2 separate regions of the Mus musculus genome follow, and region 1 is linked to region 2. Evidence: chromatin contacts called from public HiChIP or PLAC-seq data. All regions are on one chromosome and are shown on one strand. The core of a region is the stretch at or near the end of the contact, and the rest is flanking DNA. Distances in the headings are between cores, read along the strand shown. Region 1 has its middle 19 kb from the start of Gm52771. Region 2 holds the start of Gpn1 (GPN-loop GTPase 1).

Evidence for each region. HiChIP or PLAC-seq counts read pairs in DNA pulled down with a chosen protein or histone mark.
Region 1: an H3K4me3 HiChIP or PLAC-seq map of embryonic forebrain shows a contact between it and region 2, with 5 times the contacts expected there. The contact joins the enhancer-like site here to the promoter of Gpn1 in region 2. A contact is called at or near these places in 5 of 39 promoter capture datasets (cranial neural crest, embryonic stem cells, hippocampal neurons and 2 more), 2 of 115 datasets of contacts at active chromatin or transcription factors (astrocytes and embryonic forebrain) and 1 of 9 other capture datasets (liver).

The regions. Positions count from the first base shown.
Region 1 is chr5:32,712,815-32,715,601 of GRCm38.p6, reverse strand. No RefSeq gene overlaps it. Among named protein-coding and RNA genes, the nearest start is that of Gm52771, 19 kb to the left of the region's middle. Within about 2 kb of position 1,446, at least 390 of the 459 cell types and tissues checked have an H3K27ac peak or open chromatin away from gene starts, as enhancers often do. A contact at or near this core is called in embryonic forebrain, hippocampal neurons and second pharyngeal arch cranial neural crest, where this site is marked.
Region 2 is chr5:31,493,491-31,496,190 of GRCm38.p6, reverse strand. Gpn1 (GPN-loop GTPase 1) reads right to left here and starts at 1,450. Exons shown (of 14, transcript NM_133756.5): 1 at 1,308-1,450; 2 at 580-673. The coding sequence starts at 1,418.

The DNA.
Region 1 (2,787 bases), core at 197-2,696, 1.2 Mb before region 2:
AACCACCCTCTAATCCTAAAACTAACCCCAACCATAACCACATGCGCCATATAACCATGTGGCGCCACCACACCTCTAATCCCATGACCTTGAACTCGGAGATCTTCAAATGTTTAAATTTTTAAAATTCATTTATCTAGTCATTTCTTTTCTTTCTTTCTTTCTTTCTTTCTTTCTTTCTTTCTTTCTTTCTTTCTTTCTTTCTTTCGTCCTTTCTCTTTCTTCCTTTCTCTTTCTTTCTTTCTCTTTCTTTCCTTTCTTTCTTTCTTTCTTCCTTTCTTTCCTTTCTTTCTTTCTTCCTTTCTTTCCTTTCTTTCCTTTCTTTCTTTCTTTCCTTTCTTCCTTTCTTTCCTTCCTTTCTCTTTCTTCCTTTCTCTTTCTTTCTTTCCTTTCTTTCTTTCTTTCTTCCTTTCTTTCTTTCTTCCTTTCTTCCTTTCTTTCCTTTCTTTCTTCCTTTCTTTCCTTTCTTTCTTTCCTTTCTTTCCTTTCTTTCTTTCTTTCCTTTCTTCCTTTCTTTCCTTTCTTTCCTTTCTTTCTTTCCTTTCTTTCTTTCCTTTCTTTCTTTCCTTTCTTTCTTTCTTTCTCTTTCTTTCTTTCTTTCCTTTCTTTCTTTCCTTTCTTTCTTTCTTTCTCTTTCTCTCTCTCTCTCTTTTTTCTTTCTTTCTTTCTTTCTTTCTTTCTTTCTTTCTTTCTTTCTTTCTTTCTTTCTTTCTTTCTTTCTTCTTTCTTTCTTTCTTTTTGCTTTTTTTCGAGACAGGGTTTCTCTGTATTGCCCTGGCTGTCCTGGAACTCACTCTGTAGACCAGGCTGGCCTCGAACTCAGAAATCCACCTGCCTCTGCCTCCCGAGCGCTGGGATTAAAGGCGTGCGCCACCACGCCCAGCCATTAGTCATTTCTTTAATTAATTTAGTCTTGGTTTTTTTTTTCGAGACTCAGCTGGTATTTTTTCCTATTTTTTTGTCTCCCCCCCCCCCCCCCAGAGCTGAGGACCGAACCCAGGGCCTTGCACTTGCTAGGCAAGCACTCTACCACTGAGCTAAATCTTCAACTCCTCCTATTTTTTATTTTTAAATTTTTAAAGGTTTAGATTTATTTATTTATTTATTTATTTATTCAGAATTATTTCTTTATTGAATTTTTTTTTTTTCTGAGACTGGGTGTCTCTGGGTTGAACCCCGAGACGGTTTCTCTCGCGCGCCACCCGGTGGCGACAAGTTGTCACTCCAACGCTCCGCTCCGGTCGGTGTCAAAGGATATGGATTTGCCTGCGGTCAACCGGCCAGCCTGAGGGAAGGGCGGGCAGTCGAGCGGCTTCGACCCGGTGACGGGGTCGCGTTTTAAAACAGTAGGTTACCGGGAGATTGTATCTGGAGCTACACAGGTGGGACCTACAACTCCCACCTTGCCTCGGTGCTTTTGTGATGTCACTTCCTGTAGCAAACAGGAAGTAACACCCGAGGCAGGAAATGACTACAACTCCCAGCATGCTTAAACACTAACTTCCTGCGCCAGACAGGAAGTTCCTCCGTTCCCAACAGGAAGTGAGTTCTTCTAGGGAAGAACTCGGAGCGTCAGCGACGACGAGGATTTCCGGTTTTGAGTTCGCTGCCCGGAAACAAACAGGGCATGCCGCATGCGTAGTTCCTCTCCTTGCCGAACCCAGTTTTCCTGGTCCTCTCCGCGTCGCCACCTCTGAGCAGCGCGACCTGATCTCCGGTTTCCCCGCAGCGACTACCGTTACCCCCGGCGACTCCAGTGACGTCACCGGGTCAGGTCCTGACCGAAGAGCCTTGGGCGACCCGTCACCACTCCTCGCCTGTTGACGTGTGCTGCAGCTGTACATGTGTACATGTGTACATGTGTGCCTGTTGTGTGATGCCAATGTACATGTGAACATGGGTCCCTCGTATGTGATGCTGCTGCACATGTAAATATGTGTGCCTGATGTGTCATGCTGTTGCACATGTTTACATGTGTGCCTGTTGTGTGATGCTGCTGTACTTGTGTACATGTGTGCCTGGTGTGTTATTAACCTGTAAATGTATGCCTAGTGTGTGTTGCCACTTTACATGTGTGCCGGGAGTGTGATTCTGCTGCACATGTGGACATGTGGGCCTGGTATGTGATGCTGCTGCACATGTGGACATGTGGGCCTGGTATGTGATGCTGCTGCACATGTGGACATGTGGGCCTGGTGTGTGATGCTGCTGTTCATGTGTCCTGGAGTTTGCCTGGTGTGTGATGCCACTTTACATGTGATCCAGGTGTTAGATGATGCTGTACATGTGTTCAGGTGTGCCTGGTATGTGTTGCTGTAGCACATGGGTACAGGTGTGGCTCTTTATGTGATGCTGCTGCACATGGGTTCATTTGTGCTGTGTGTGTGATACTCAGTGTGACACTCAGATACTCATGCAAACATCAGCTTTTATTTGTATGAGGGACTTGTGCCATGAGAATTTTTGAGAATTTTAGGAATTGTTCTGACCTCTCAAGAACATCAAATAAATAGTAAATGACTGAGATAGCAGAAGCAGCAGCTTTATTACCTCAGAAATAGTTGCATGGCCTGTGAACCACAATGGCTTGAATTTAGCTAGTTTTGATATCCACTCCACTGCCTTAGGCACATCCCAACGTTCACTGACACCCATCATCTGCAAGGACAGACTTCTCACTTCTCTGTAGAGCCATGGTTCCAGAGAGAAGATGCCTTAATTTAGTGCAACCTACTGCTTAGGAAGACTCTTCTGGCATTTCTTTTGCTAGTGTCTACTCCAGAGTTC
Region 2 (2,700 bases), core at 201-2,700:
TAGGAGTCAGGAAGCCTGGACATCCAAGAGCCCTGTTAGTGGATCACAGACACTTTGATAACAAATCTACCCCCACGCCCACCTTTTCTTTTCCAAACGAGGTCTGGCTATGCAAGTCGGACTGACTCTGAACTCTAAATATTCTGCCTCAGGCTCCCTTGGATCACACCAATACTTAAATCTTTTTGATAGTCTCAATCAGAAAGCTCTCCTCAGAACAGTGCATATTCTTACACACACACCCCACACACACAACTTTGGAAATGGAAGGAACCTGCCTATAAAGTGAATTACAGCAAATCTTATAAACTCTGACAAAAGAAACCAAAGGATTCACGTGTCAGGTGACAGCCCGACCTAATGTCATGTCTCATTCTCAAACCAATTCAACGGTTTCACACACCGAGGGCATGAGAGAGAGGTGAGCGGGGATAGTGCATAAGAGGGATAAATCTGCATAAGCAAGAAGCCTGTTCCGGAACTCAGGCAAATCCACAGAAAAGAAAAGTACATAGTTAGCTAGCTTAGAAAGAAAAGACAAGAAAAGGAAATCAAGCAAGCAGGCAGGCAGGCACTCACCAATATTGGCGGGAAAGGGGACTTCATGCACAGCTGGGTCCAGGTTGATTACATACGGTGGACAGCCTTTGTTGTGCAGGTGTCCTGTGAGCCTCTGCAAAAACAAGGAGCCAGGGTTGGAGGGTGATGACCAAAGGATAGGAACGGGCCCCGAGAATTCCCATCCCTTTACTGACCATGCTTATAAAATCTGTAACAATCTCCTTCTTCCCTCAGCGTGTTCAACACTGAAGAGTTTAAAAAGCCATCTAGTTCCAGTACCTGTCTCCCTATTCTCCGTCACGGCTTCGCTAACTCTGCCCCTCCAAGGGTTTTCTTCCTCTGTCTCCTCCACTAAAACACTCACTCCGTGAAAGCAAGAACCCTGTCGATCTCATTGCCGCTGTACTCTCAGAGCTTAGAACGTGGTAGGTCGAACGAAGTGATTCTTTCACAACTCTTCACGCAAACCAGAGTAGTAGACGTTACACTCCCCTACTCTTTAGGCCCGGGCCTTCGGAAAGCTGCCAATTCGCAGCAAGACAAGTTCAGCTGTACCAAGTGTGCATTAAGGTTGCCCAGGAGCCGGCCTCAAGTGACCCAGGCTAGGGTTCGAGGCTTCGGGAAGGAAAGGAGTCAGAGGACAGCTCGAGAAAACCACGCGCCCGGACCCGCAGATTCCCCAGACAACTTCCTCCCTTCTTCCCGGGCCTGAGGCGCCACTACCGCTTCTGCACGGTGCACGTCACCTGTACAAAGGTAGTTTTCCCGGATCCCGCCATTCCCAACACCAACAGACACACGGGGGGCTGAGGAGCCCGGGAAGCCTGGGGTTCGGATGGAGCCACGGGCGCCGCCATCTTTCCTCAGCCACGCCCACCACTCAGGGATCGCCCGGCGGCCTGCGGGCTCTCTGAATTCCGGGCTGCGATTGGTAGGAAAATCCGTCCTCTTGCGTACAGGGCTACGATTGGTCGAACGATCCGGCCTCTCTGAGTTTAGGGTTGCGATTGGCCAGACTATCCAAACCGCTCGAACCTACTGCAGTGGGTGCCTGACCGGCTTTTGGCATCTGACTTGCAGGGGTCACTTTGATGCTATAGTGGCTTTGCACAAGTGAGGGGTAGTGTAGGGAACCAGGAAGGGTTGACAGGAGTGAGATAGGACCCGGAAAGGGTTAAGCTCGTGTCCCCAAGGGAGTAATGAGGTGGGATTCCCAAGCCAGGATCTGTCAGGATCCTATAACAAAGGTGTTGCTCTACCTTTTATTTTATTGTCTAAGAAGAAGAAGAAAAAAATTAAACGTCATTATGTTCTAGAAAATATTAGGTAAAAATTAGCGTAACACTTGAAAGATAGCATGAATACTGTACTTTAACAGAGGAAGATACATTTTCTGGCAATCATTGCCTAATGCAAAGGGGACTAAAGAACCTTACAGCGTTTGTGGCTGAAGTGTGGCTGAATAATTAATACCGGAAGATATGGGTAGAGGAAGGGAGACGAACCTCATGAGGGAAAGCCCTGTATGACAGAGACTGTGACCAATGTCTTATTTGCTCATCTGTATGGCTATTTGTCCAAGGGAAGAAGAAAAGATGGTGAACCAAAGGCTCAAGGGAACCAGAAAACTCCTAAAAAGTCCCCTTTAAGAGTGAGGTAAAGGGCTAGGAGTCAAGGGTGGCCCTGGGTTTTGTTGACATTCTTGGAAAGTGGATAAAACTCTTTTTTTTTTTTTTAAGATTTATTTATTTATTATATGTAAGTACACTGTAGCTGTCTTCCGACACTCCAGAAGAGGGAGTCAGATCTCATTATGGGTGGTTGTGAGCCACCATGTGGTTGCTGGGATTTGAACTCCGGACTTTCGGAAGAGTAGTCGGGTGCTTTTACCCGCTGAGCCATCTCACCAGCCCCCGTGGATAAAACTCTTAAAGAACAAAAAGTTTGTATATATCTATACATAGATATCTCATTTTATTATGACATGTGCAGGCTGTGGAGAGGGCTCAGTTAGTAAGGTGCTTGCTGCACAAACTTAAGGGCCAGAATTCAGACCCCTGCCCTCACATAAAAGCCCAGGCATTGTGGATTGTGCCTATAATCCCAGTGCTAGGGAGCTAGAGATGGGAGAATCCCTGG